Linked DNA regions of Mus musculus: region 2 is linked to region 1. Evidence: chromatin contacts called from public promoter capture Hi-C data. All regions are on one chromosome and are shown on one strand. Each heading gives the region's core, a stretch centred on a gene start, on an enhancer-like site or on the middle of the called end of the contact. The rest is flanking DNA. Distances are from core to core; before and after follow the strand shown.

What was found. Capture Hi-C pulls out chosen DNA fragments and counts their contacts.
Region 2: a contact with region 1 is called in a promoter capture Hi-C map of pancreatic islet. The contact joins the promoter of Ints11 here to the promoter of Mib2 in region 1. A contact is called at or near these places in 1 of 115 datasets of contacts at active chromatin or transcription factors (effector CD8 T cells) and 2 of 9 other capture datasets (liver and pancreatic islet).

Annotation. Positions count from the first base shown.
Region 1 is chr4:155,666,116-155,673,021 of GRCm38.p6, forward strand. It overlaps Mib2 (mindbomb E3 ubiquitin protein ligase 2), which reads right to left and starts at 3,104. Exons shown (of 20, transcript NM_001369164.1): 1 at 2,459-3,104; 2 at 899-1,054.
Region 2 is chr4:155,865,029-155,871,934 of GRCm38.p6, forward strand. Ints11 (integrator complex subunit 11) reads left to right here and starts at 4,539. Exons shown (of 17, transcript NM_028020.3): 1 at 4,539-4,692. The coding sequence starts at 4,665. It overlaps Cptp (ceramide-1-phosphate transfer protein), which reads right to left and starts at 4,412. Exons shown (of 3, transcript NM_024472.4): 1 at 4,139-4,412; 2 at 2,085-2,309; 3 at 1-1,857. The coding sequence starts at 2,206. The coding sequence ends at 1,329.

The DNA.
Region 1 (6,906 bases), core at 1,854-4,353:
TCAAGAAAAACAGGAAAACTAACTAAATAAACTCTAGATAGATAGATAGATAGATAGATAGATAGATAGATAGATTCAGTTGTGTTCCTCTAGAGAACCCTGACTAATATATGTGCCACAACCTCCTAACAACTACCACAAGCTCGCCCTTCCCACTGAGTAGAAAGCCTCTGCCTCTTTTCTCCCATCTTCCTGCCCTCATTGACAAGGCTCTTGAGAGAGGATGGTACTGTGTGCTCCATGTGTCCTGAAACCTGACAAAGCTCCCAAAGCCAGCAGGAGCCTTACAGAAACCTTAGTCCTGCCTGTGTAAAGAGGTCCTAGGGTCTGAAGGCATTGTCCTGAAGTTCTGACCAGTATAGCTCAGTACAGCTACAAACAATGTTACAATATGTACAGACAATGTTACTTTCAAATCCACATTAAATGTCACTAAACTTTGATATACACCATACTTTAGGATGCTGAAAAACACAAAGTGTTATGTGTACCCACCATCTCAGTAGGAAATACAACTACAGAGTTAACTGACTTTTTCCTTTGCCAGAAATACTGGATTTTGTCATCAGATGTCCATCAGATACTGCCATGTCCCTAGGCAGTATCCAAACACTCCTGGAGCTATTGCTATAGATATTTACAAGTATAGTGAGGTAGGCTAAAGGATGAGGATTTGCTTGACAAATGTGCCTCAGCAGAAGTAGAACTCACCTCAGTCCAGGCTATACGCCTTTAATTCCAGCATTCAGGAGGCAGAGGCAGGCAGACCTTTGTGAGTTCAAGGCTAGCTGGGTCTACAGAGCTAGTTCCAGGACAGCCAAGGCTATAAAAAGAAACCCTGTCTTGAAAATCTAGGAGAAACAAAAACCAGACAAATGAACAAACAACAAAAACTCACCTTAGGACACAAAGAAGCCTTTAGTCAACATCCCAGGCATTTAGTTGCTACTTCCTGGGCCACAAATTGGCTCAGCCACCAAAACTTCCTGTGAGAAACTAGCAGCCATTGCCAACACAGAATACAGCAAACCAAACAGGAAGTCAGGGAGCCAGGCTGGGGAAAGATCATTTTAGAGGCAGTTTTACACACAGTATTTACTACCAAAACTAGATAGTGACCATTCTGCCTGCTGTTGCTACCAGTGTTCCTTCCTTAAACAAACAAACTTTCTTCTTCTCTCTCTCTCTCTTTTTTTTTTAATGTGGCCTTCATTAGCCTGGATCTCACTATACAGACCAAATTCCTTTCAAGTGTTGGGATTAAAAGAATCTGTGGGGGTGCTGGTGAGATGGCTTAGTGGTTAAGAGCACCGACTGCTCTTCCGAAGGTCCTGAGTTCAAATCTCAGCAACCACATGGTGGCTCACAACCATCCATAACGAGATCTGACTCCCTCTTCTGGTGTGTCTGAAGACAGCTACAGTGTACTTACATATAATTAATAAATAAATCTTTGGGGGTAAAAAAAGCATTTGTGGGACACCATGCCAGGACATTTAATAGGTCAGAATTATCAGGACAATGTAGGGGGATGCTGCCCCTTATTATATGAATATTTTATTGGGAATCTCCAATCAGCCACAAAAATTAAGTCATGGGCTGGTGAGATGGCTCAGTGGGTAAGAGCACCCGACTGCTCTTCCGAAGGTTCAGAGTTCAAATCCCAGCAACCACATGGTGGCTCACAACCATCCATAACAAGATCTGACTCCCTCTTCTGGATTGTCTGAAGACAGCTACAGTGTACTTACATATAATAAATAAATGAATCTTTAAAAAAAAATTAAGTCATGTTATAGTATAAAAGTTAGCAGATTGCCTTTATTCAAATGAATAAAACTACATGACATAGAGAGGATTCAGGACTCGAGTATATCTCCCTATACCTCTGGTGGTGTCGGAGATACTGTTGAATTGAAAAATGTCTAACAAAACTGGTTCATCAGAGGCCCCTACTAGGCAGGTGGATGTCCTAGATGCTAGTAGAATCAAACAAGAATGTCAACTGAAGACACAGAGGCCAGGAAACCAGATCTACCCTGCACCAAGACATCTGCTGGGGGACATCATTAAGGTTCAGGGGTATCATGGCTACTAATCTCTGGGGAACTCTAGGTACACTGTAGCTTGGGGTTCACCACCCTGCCTAGGGCTGACCTTGGGTGGGATAATGACATTCAGATACTTGTTGCATCAGAAGCAACAGGCCACAGTGGAATATATAGCCAGGAGACATTCTATAAGCAGCCAATCTTGCTCTGTCCCCAAGCCCACTAGCTCCTTAAGAGCCTTCCTGGCATCTCTGCTTTTCTTATTGGTTCTGAACCCAAAGGAGGCAGAAAGGACGATTTCTCACTGCCCAGTCCACTCAAGCACATTTAAACAGAAACACAAACCCTGACACATCAGACGGCATCCTCAAGAGAAACAAACCAAACCCGAACTGTCAAGCGCTCACCTGTCTGGAGGTCCAGTGTCCCCCACCCGCCTTGAGAATCGGGCAGGAGCCCTGATGCTTGGAGACTTGGGACTGGCCTCCGCCGTGCTGACCTTCCTCTCTGAAAGCCCCAGGAGATCCAAACCTATGGCCAGGGGTGCTGAGACGCAGTTAACATCTGAGAAGGGACAGAGGCCGCTGGTCGCCTTAAAAAGCTCCCATGGGTCTGGTGGCTGGGACACGCTGCATCACCCCCACGCACCGAGAACGCGCAACGGGCACGAGCTGGGTCCAGGGGGAGAAGCACCAAAAGCCCGTCGCGCTGAAGGGCCGAGGTCAGCCAACAAAACCGCAGCCCCGTCAGGACGATCAGGACCCCTAGGCCCCGTGCCACCGCCCCCGTCGCTGGGAGGACGCCCGGCCCGGCCCCCCACTTGCCAAGAGTTTCCGCGCTCGTTCGGCCCAGGAATACCCGCCCCTGAGCAGCGCAGAGGCTGACAGTGGAGCCTCGGCTCGCCACCGAGACGCCAGCTGCAGCCCGCCGTCCTCCGCCCCCTAACAGTGTTTAGCAAGGCCGCCTCTCTTGCGCTAGCCCACCAGGGAGCCCCACCACGGCTCCCCGACTACAGTCGCGGGGCGCCGCACAGATTGCCGGGAGCTGTAGTTTGCAGAGCCAGCCCGGGGGCGGGACAGACGACTCCCAGGAGGCTCTGCGCGTGACGCACTATGCTTAGGGTCAGGGGGCGGGGCTTATAGCTACCAAGGCACCCCGAGCATGACGTACACGTCTGGTCTGGTAGCAAAGGGACCGACGGACGCGTTATGCATGGTCAGCGGGAGCTCTGTTTCTCTAAAGAAGAAACTGGAAATGCCTGCGTCTCGGCATTCTTGGAACAGAGAGGGAGCGTTGAAAGGGGATGGGCGCAAAGTCGCACCCGGAAGTGCGTGTGGGCGGAGCCAGCCCTGCACAGGTCTCCTGCGCAGTACTAGTTCCCAGGACGCTCTCTGTTGCCTTGGAGACAGAAGTTTCGGGTGACGTCTTGCCTGAAATGGGTGGGGTTTCCAGAGATGTAGCGAAAACGCATCCAAAGTAATTCTTTTGGCTTTTTTTTTTCTTTTTGAAATAAGGTTTCACTATGTAGCAACGTGTAGCAACATATTGCAACATAGCCTGGGCCTCACTATGTTGATCCTGCTGACCCCGAGCTCATGGAGCCCCACCTGCTTCTGCCTCGAGAGTGCTGGAAATTAAAGCATGCACTACCACACCCTGCACGACTTAATTTATTTTATAATCAGAGTTGCGCCCATCTTTTTTCTTTTGTTTTCCTATCCTCTATCTGGAGCGGGGTGGGAATCAACTCAGACCTACTGAGCAACCCCCTACCCAGCTACTGATTTTAGTCCTACAGGCATAAAGTTAACAAGCAGTCATCCTGGCCTTTGTGTTTATAAACAGTATACTGCCTTGATTTACATGTATTAGACAGTTCTATGAAGTTCCTCAGACCACAACAACATAGTTCTCCAGCAACTCTCCCCACAAGCTTTGCCCCCATGTGCAAGTTACCTCCATATGTATTGTAACTGTCCCCTCACCAGCTTGCTGTCTAGGTGTATTCCACTGCTGCACACTACCACATATGAACCCAGTCTATTCCGGCACAATCGTAATTGTTCTTTGTTCTTTTCTTTACATTTATTTATTTTTGTTGAGGGAGGGGACACCAGTGCCATAAGCTGTAACCTCCCCCAGCCTGAAACAAGCTGATCCAGACCTTGACCTTGAGGCCACTAGGGAGATTACCTGGGGTGGAGCCTTCCTGCCTAGATGGCTCTATTGTTCTGCCACCTGCCACTGCTCCTCCAAGACACTGCTACCTGCTGAGAGGCCGCTGAGATATACCTGAAGAACACCCTATCCTGCAAGTCGCCTACAGGCTGGCTCCAGACACCAGAAATGGACTGGCAGGGGATGGGCCTTCCCTGTTATGAGCACACTCTCTTAGTAAACTGGCGGGCCTTGAACAGAATCATGTCTTGGTCTCCATTAATTTCTCTCGAAGTCTAGTCTCTTTCAGCCCCAGCCTGCCTCCCAGGTGTAGGCCCAAGTGGGCCGCGGGCCGGTATACAACAATAACCTACATGTGCAGTCAGAGGCTCATGCAAGCGTCTTTGCCTGCTAAGTCATTTTACAGGCTATTTTTATTTTGAGACAGCATCTTACTTTTGCCCAGGTTGACCTCCAACACTGTAGCTCTGTAGTCCTACAATCTTAGCCTTTCAAGTGCTGGGGTTTAGGGACTAAGTCACCTCTTCTAGCTCCAGCCTAGAATGTGTTCCCAGGTTTCTAGTTTGTTTGAGTGGGTGGTTGGTTAGTAGATTAGTTGGTTTTTGTGATGGGGTCTCACTAAATGGCCCTGGCTAGCCTGAAATTCTCAGGTAGCCTAGGCTAGCCTAGAACTCACAAAGATTCGCCTGCCTTTGCTTGTTTAGTGGAGGATTAAAGGCAAGCACCACCGCCTTGGGCCTAACCAAATTGGTTCTATGATGTGCTAGGTGAAATAACATTGAGAAGATAGGAAATTATGAGCTTAAGATAGTGCAAGGACTTTTATTTTGGTGGGAAAGCCTGCTGAGGGAGGACTGTGGAAGAACTAGAGACTTGCATCTTCTTACAAGGTGGGATGATTATAGGGAAGAAAAGGGAGGTGTTGCAGGAAATATTAAAAAGTGCACCATCACACGCTTTCACTGGCTACTCTTGGGCTCCGGTGACCCCGATGCCTCTATGGCAGAGACCGCACATCTCCCAGTTTTCTTGACGTGGATTTTGCTCACATTCCCAGCCTGTAGTCAGTGGTTCAAAATCCCAGTAACTTGGTAAAATCAAAACTCTAAACCGGGCGTGGTGACACACGCCTTTAATCCCAGCACTTGGGAGGCAGAGGCAGGCGAATTTCTGAGTTCGAGGACAGCCTGGTCTACAGAGTGAGTTCCAGGTCAGCCAGGGCTACACAGAGAAACCCTGTCTTGAAAAAGAAAAACAAAAACAGAAAAAAACCTCTAGAGGCTTGTAATTTATAAGTCAGATATATATCAGTAAATTCTCACCCCATAAAATGCCCACACAATGAACTCAGAGCCAATTGATATTGATATAAAATGCCCAACTAGATAAGACAATGTATTATTCCATCCCTTCTATGATATTCATAGCACCTGTGGCCATTTAAAGCCACACGGAATCTGGATCATTTCTCTTCCTCCATCTTCCTTCCTTCTCCCTCCACCTGTCCCAGTCTCTGTCTCTGAAACTCTTAGCGCTGCTTCCCTTTCCCCTGTCCAATCATGGGCTTATTGTTGTATTAATATTTAAAATAATTGGGGGATACTTCTGCTACAGGGACAGGGAAAGAGGTTGAAACCTTCCCTTTTGGGCCCTGGCTGTTGCTAGGAGTAACCAAGGATGATTGATGATTAGTGAGTGAAAGAGTGTCAGGTGGCCAGGTGGTGGTGTTCACCCTTAATCCCAACACTTTGGAGTCAGAGGCAGTTGGATCTCTGAGTTCAAGTGCATCCTGGTCTACAGAGAGAGTTCCAGAGCAGCCAAGGCTACACAGAAGAGAGAGAGAGAGAGAGCAGGGATGGGAGGCAGTAGTAAGAAGTTAGAGTTCAAATCCCTGTAACCACATGGCGGCTCACAACCATCCGCAACAAGATCTGACTCCCTCTTCTGGTGTGTCTTTTTTTTTTTCTTTTTCTTTTTTTTTTTTTTTTTTTTGGAAACAGGGTTTCTCTGTGTAGCCTTGGCTGTCCTGAAACTCACTCTGTAGTCCAGGATGGTGTTGAACTCAGAAATTCACCTGCCTCTGCCTCCCAAGTGCTGGGATTAAAGGCAAGTAAATCTAAAAAAAAAAAATTATTAATTATATACAGTGTTCTGCATATATATCTGCATGTCAGAAGAGGGCACCAGATCTCATTATAGATGATTGTGAGCCAGAGTGTGGTTACTGGAAATTGAACTGAGGACCTCTGGAAGAGCAGTCAGTGCTCTGAACTCTCTAAGCCATCTCTCCAGCCTTAGGAAGAACTTTTTTTTTTAAGATTTATTTTATTAATATATGTAAGTACACTGTAGCTGTCTTCAGACACTCCAGAAGATCTTGTTACGGATGGTTGTGAGCCACCATGTGGTTGCTGGGATTTGAACTCTGGACCTTCGGAAGAGCAGTCGGGTGCTCTTACCCACTGAGCCATCTCACCAGCCCCGGGAAGAACTTTTTGAAAATGCATGTCCATAGCTAATATTAGGGATGGAACCCAGAGCTTTAACCCTGATAGGCAAGTGCTCTACCAAATGAGCCATACCTCTAGCCTGCTTTCTAGTATTTTTGTTGTTTTGTTTGTTTTTTGAGAAAGACTTCTCTGTGTAGTCCTGGCTGTCCTAGAACTTGCTCTGTAGA
Region 2 (6,906 bases), core at 3,289-5,788, 200 kb after region 1:
AAATGGAGGTAACACAGATCTCATAGTGTATGTATGATTAAGATACATCAAGGACAGATACATGGCAACTCCTTCAGTCCTGAACATGTCTCATGATTCACGTTGCCCTTTGAGTCTTCAGGACTGGAGACACATGCTTTAGCCTTATTCCTAGGGTTAGCTCCCTCCCCACCTATATATTTCTATGTTCTTCCCCCACATAATTAGGCACCTGACACACCTGTGACCCATCCCAGAATGCTATACCCAATCATGTAGGTATAATTTATTTGTTGGAAATACTACATATATCACAGTGCTTAATGGAAGAGATATGCCCCAAAGTTTGCATTCACACACACCAGCTATGCTGAGGACACTGTCCTAGGGTTTAACATTAAGACCAGTGGAAAAGCGTAGGGTCTTATACACTGGGCATCAGCCATGCTGGGTATGGCCATCTGACAGACAAAGGGGCCTAGTTTCCTTCCACCAGTCATGTCCTCAGTCACCTGGGTACCAGACAACAGGAGCAGCAGGGCTGGCTAGAGAGGTATGGTTTGGTCAGTTAGTATTGACATCTTAGAATCTTGGGGGTGCATGTGCTCTAAGAGGCCATCTTCAGAAGGCTGATGTAACTATTCTATAGAAGCTGTGAAACAGGTTGTACTGACCAGGGCAGGCTTTCCTAGAGAAGCCTCAGCTATTGATTTCATAGTTTCCATTTCCCAGGAGACAAGGGCCTGTTTGGTATGCAGAGAGACTATCAAGAAAGCAGGTGAAGGGCAGGGAAAGAGCCTTCAGCACTCATGCCACTGCCAGAGGAACTTCATCTTACCCAAAGACAGCTTTTGGAATATGAAGAGGCCCCAAGCATGTAGGCCCAGGACTGTTTGCCTGGCACCAGTGCTGTGTCTAAGGCTCAAGATGAACTCAGGAGGACACACAGTGGCTGGGCATGCTGGCTGCGAGGAAGACAGCTCCAGGGTCCCGCGTCCTTACACCATTTCAGATTGTACACAGGAGGTAGAGCAACCTTGGGTTGTTGCAGGTCCATGACACCCCCAGCCCCCATCTTCTCCATTTGCCATCTGCACTTCCATCAAGACTGCCTGAACACACACATAAGCTGAAGTGGAGGGCAAAACTGGAGTTCCATTGTCTCATCCCGGACTGAGAGGACGGCCAGCACCCACCTTTCTTGGTTCAGCTGCCTAACACCTTTCCTATCACAGACTGTGGCTCTCAACAAGCTCAGCTTTCAGGGGTGATAGTAGTATCCAGAAAGCACTGCTGTGGGAGTAGTCCCAGGTTGCCTAAACCCAGTTCTGAGCAGGGTAAGTCCACGCCTAGGGCAGGTCTAGCAGGGAATGCTCAGCATAGAGCTTCTGGGAGATGTCATACACATGCTCAATGAAGGGCAGGGCCTCCCCCAGCATCTCCACTGCTTGCTCAGTGGACTCCATATTCATGGCCTCGAGGAAGACCTTGCGTGAGGGTAAGGCACAGAAGGCCACAGTGACAGCTTGACGTACTATCCAGGAGTGATAGTTAGCCAGCGTGGCATTGTAGGCCTCACTGCAGAGTGTGGAGGTACGAGCATCCTCAGAGCTGGTGCGCAGGCCGTCCAGGAACAGCTGTAGCCAGTGCAGAGCACGATGTAGGCGCAGCACAGTCCGGCAGCCTGAGTGAGGGTGTCGGGGATGGGAACGGTGATCCATGTCCACCAGCTTGTTGCTCACCTCGTAGGCTACCATGGACTGCAAGCTAGCGTAGTGTTCAGACTGTGGGCTGCTTCTCAGACGCTCCATGATCTGCAGCTTTGCGACCACATCCTTGGAAATGAATGAGAAGACGGCCCCCAGGCTGTTTAGAAACCTGCGAAAGGAAGCATAAATTTGAAGCTCTACTCATACTGGCAGCAATCCTGTAGTACAGGGAAGATGCCTTGAGCCTGCTGGAGCACGTGTCTGTCTGGTGGCAAAGGCAGGAAAGCCAGATAGTCTGCTAGCTGCTCCCATCCTCCTATGCCATGCGGGATGCAGAGGTCCCATGTGGACTCTGGCTGGCAAAGCTGCTACCTTCAGCAGCCCCAGTAGACGCACCTGACAAGTCCCTTCCAGCCGGCAATATAGTGGTCCAGCAGCACCTCTCCCTTGTCAGTGAGACACTGCTTGAAGCTGACCAGGACGACTTTAAGGTTGAAATCTTTCTCTGAGTCATCCATCTTCCAACACAAGCTGAAACAGTTTCACACAGAACGTGTAGTCGTCATGGTGGATTATCTCATTCTGTGGTTCATTTTCTCAGGAAGAGATTGGGCAGAAGATCTGAAAGAAATAGTGCAGTGCTAAAACTGTCTCCTGAGAATCACGGTGAAGTTCTATCCCTTCACCTGAGTGCTTTCACCAGAAACCACAAGCTTTTCCACAAGCCACTTTGACCCTGCTGTGCCCTTTAGTCCTGTACCCACAGATCTTGCCATGGCTGCTCCTTGTCCTTCAGGCTAATCTGTTCCTGACCTGAGACTTCACAGCTGCACTGATGGCATCTGCTGTTGCTTCTTACAGTTTCGTTTTTTCTCTTCCTTAGAGCATGTTTCGTGCATTAGGGGAATTTAGGGGAATGTCCCTAAAAGGTGGGCACAGCCCTGGATCCTGGCCACACCCGGACCTCACTGGATTAGGCCAGCATTCTGATGGGAAGTTGCACTAAAACAAAAACAGGGACTTTAAATAAAATAAGTGGTCCTCACACAAGGAGAGGGTGTGAGGCTTTCCCTTCCTTTATCCGGGGTGTATCCCCCAAAATTAAAGCAGAGGCTGTGGGTTGGCATCTGCTAGACAGACAGATGGATACTCCTGTTGTTGAAATGGTATGTGTCCCCAAAAACCAGGGTAGCTGGACCAAAGGTCATACCACATACAAAGGATTGCTACAAGTTCTCCCACTAGCTCTAGAGAACATTCTGGAATTGGTCTAGGATAAAGGCCTTAAGGTAAGGCTGGGCTCTGTATTCTGTAAGCATTTTTACAGTCACTCCACAAACTTAAGTCTCCACACTTACTTGCTTATTTATTTATTTACAGTTGTGGGAACTGAACCTAAGGGCCTCTTGTATGCTGGACAGGTAATAGCCTAGGCAGGCCTTTAACTTTCTTTTTTAATTTGTTTTTTCAAGACAAGATTTCTCTGTGTAACCCTGGCTGTCCTGGAGCTTACTCTGTAAATCAGGCTGATCTTGAACTCAGATCTGCCTGTCTGGGATTAAAGTGCTGGGGTTAAAGGTGTGTGCCACCATGTCAAACTAGGCCTTTTACTTTCAATCTTTCTGCTTCCCGAGTAGCTAGAACTACAAGTTTGTGCCACTAGGCTCCTTTTGTGTTCACATGTTGGATGGGTCACTCTAAGCACCCAGTCCCTACCTTTCCTGCTATCTTAACAGCCTTGCCTTGATGTCCAGGACCAACTCTGTGGGATGTGGCTGCATTACACTTATGTCCAACACTTACCACCAGTCCTGGAGATTCTTGTGGATTCCTGCCTTAACCTCTGTACCATCAGGCCTTCAAAAACCCACCCCTATCCAGTGTGCAACGTATCTGTGTGCAAGTTTTTTCTTTCCTTCACACAGTCCTAGGTCTCAGTCCTTCAGCTCTGGGAGTGTGGTCTACATGTCTCCCCGGTCCATGTAAATGGTGACAGGGCCTCATGGGTTGGACTGGATGCCTGTCGCAAGTTCCAGACTTAGGAGATGGGCTCACCTTGTGTTTAGGTGTCAGGGACAGCCCCGCCTGGGCCTCAAAGTTGGCGACGCCCAGAATCTTGCGATACACCCTCGGCCTGTTTGCTGTCCCGTGGGTCAATAGTCTCTATGCCGCCCCCCTCACCCCAGTTCTTTTTTGGCCACCTAACAATCCTGCGGCCAGGCCTTCCTGCCCAGAGCCTGAGCCAAGTAGCCTCTTAGAACTGTCCGCGGTAAACCCGGAAAGAACAGGAAGGGAGAGCAGCTCGCCAGCTCCCGGAAGGTGATCCAGCTCCCTCTGATGATCAAGCTAAACAGGATGGACAGCCGGGCAAAGGCCCACAAGCTGGCACCCAGCATACACCTAGGCGTAGCAGCAAGCCAGGGTGGTGCAGAGAAGTCTACAAATCTCACCTGAGATGGGTTCCGATGGTGGGGGAGTGGTGGTCTCTACTCCCGCGGAGGGCAAAGGGTGCAGCAGAGGCCAGCGATGGGGAGGGTTGATCAAAGCTACAATTAGGCTGCTGTGGGAGACGATTCTTTGCCAGTCCGCCCCGGTGGTGTACAGAGACGTGGCTCTGCCGCCTGGTTCACGTCAGGTAAGGGTCCCCGTCCCCATGCTTTCCCCTCAAGCTCGGAGCCTGCGGTTGAGCAGAAACCTGGAGCTGCAACCCAAAGTCCAGCCTCTGCCCCGCCCTCCGCTGCCCCGCCAGCCATCCCAATTGGTTGCTGATCATCCAATTAGAACTCGACATATCCGCCTGCGTTTCCGGCGCGAGGGCAGGAAGGGGGCGGTCTCGGCGGTTGCGCCTGCGCGCAGTGCGGAGGGACTCGCCGCGGCCGGGCGTCTGATGTGAGCGCGCGCGGGGTCTGCCTGCGGCTCTCCTGCGGGCGGTGCACGCGAGCCGTGGAGCCGTGGTTCGAGGCGACCTCCCTGACCATGCCCGAGATTAGGGTCACTCCCTTGGGTGAGTCCGAGTCCTAAGCATCTTCCGCGGCGTCCGGAGAGTCGGATGGGTCCCTTCATCTCCGTAGCCGTTTGATCATCTGCTCGTCCCAGGGAGCGGAAGCCGGAGTAGACAGTTTCAGAGCCAGTGCCTCCCTTTTCTCTGTCTGGCACGGGGGGTCGACGAGATGTGGGTTTGATTCCTGGTCCTAGAGCTCGATATGAGTCACGGAGGGCCAGCTTCTGTACCTGGGCTGCTTACGATGGTCGTGAGGTGAAATGAGCCTCGCCTGTCGGTGGTGTTGAATCCAGCACAGAAATCGTCCTGGCGACTTTCCGCTCCTGCATTTGGACGGTTGTTTCAAAGCCCCTCTTACTTCTGCTCACCACCACTACCACCACCACCACCACCCCCAAGCGCTTCTTCATGTTCAGGTTGCTTGCTATCCTTCAGATCAGTAACCAGTCTTTGTGTCTGGTCTATCCCGAATTGTTAAAAGTATATTTGTTCATCGTAGAAAACATAGATCTAGACCTCTAAGATCACCAATAGCATAGGATGGCTGTGAAAGAGAAAACAACCGTTTGAAATCTGGGGTTTCGCTGGGCGGTGGTGGTGCACGCCTTTAATCCCAGCACTTGGGAGGCAGAGGCAGGCGGATTTCTGAGTTCGAGGCCAGCCTGGTCTACAGAGTGAGTTCCAGGACAGTCAGGGCTACACAGAGAAACCCTGTCTCGAAAAACCAAACAAACAAAGAAAAAAACCTGGGGTTTCAGAACCTCCCAAATGTCCCTGGGTTTTACTTCCTGCATGTGTGCAGGGTGTGGGGAGCACTTTCCTATTCATGGTCCCGGTCTCTAGGTCATCTTGGCTAAAACTTCGAGTCTTCTCAACTCACTGCATCACAGGGCCTTAGCAGACGCAACTTCTCATACTGTTTTTTTGTTTTTGTTTTTTTGTCTTGTTTGGTTGGTTGGTTTTTCGAGACAGGGTTTCTCTGTGTAGCCCTAGCTGTCCTGGAACTCACTCTGTAGATCTCATACTGACTAAATACTAATTAGCTTAAACGATGAAGCATATTCATTGACCTGGCTCCCCAATGCCCCCTACCACCACTGGGAAAGTTTTGTTCTCTGCCACAGTTCTGAAATTTTTGGAACAGCTATTAAATCCCCATGTAATGTACTCAGTGACTTATTGCCTCTTCCCCCTACCGTGTAATTCTGCTCTATTCAGGGATGTGTGGTCAAGGTAGTATTCTTTACTTTCTTGTCAGTTTTGTTTTCTCATCCTTTTCCCCTGGAGTTGTAAATCTCTTTGGGAAGAACGTTTGCCAGTGCCCAAGAACTGGGCTTTGTAATTTAAAAATGTATACTTTGGCACCTTTCTTGGTAGTCATGTAATGATGGGCACCTGTGATGTCAGGTAACTTTTGTAAACGTGCAGCCATTCCCCTTCTATAAGTTCAGTTTAAGGGCAGCAGGGCCTGGCACAGCTTCAGGGCTAAAGGAACTATGGGGAGGGATGCTAAAAGCTTTCTTTCAGGGAACACACATCTAGAGGGGACAGCAGCAGGCCTGCAGAAAAATCTAAGCTTGATGGCTCCTCAGCGTCATTGTGGATGCCTACGTAAGGAAAGCAGACTGGGCCATGGCTGGTCACCATGATATTTGTGGTGCTGATGATAGTTGCTGGTGCCTCCAGTTGGCGGTGGAAACCGTAGGATCCAAGATGGCAGCAGGGCTGTTGGTTGTCTTCAGGTTGCTGTTGAGACTTGGCCCACGTCTCTCTCCTTATGGATACAGATCCCAGGAGAGATAACAGTTAGTTAAATGTGTCCTATGTGGTCAGTATCTTGGGCTGGGATGACTGCTTATGTCATCCGGAGCATGGGAGGAACTCCCATTGAGGCTGAGCTAGGGGTATGGGGCCTGTGCTGCTCACTGACCAAAGTTTTGCCGTCAGTCATGTTTATTTGTGGTTAGCCTGAGGCCACATGGCTTCATTCAACACTAGACCTCAGGATCCAGGCCTCAGCCTCTTCGGGAAGACATTTCAGGGAAGAAAGCCTCACTGGTTTGCAGCCCCGTAGAGGGTCAAGGCTAGATAATTTGAGTTAGGTTTGAGGACAGCAGTATTGTTTACAGAGCACTGGCTTGTGTTTGTTCAGTGTTGGGAACTGCAGCCAGTGCTCAGTGCTCTGCTAACAATTCGTCACACCTTTGAGATGCGCGG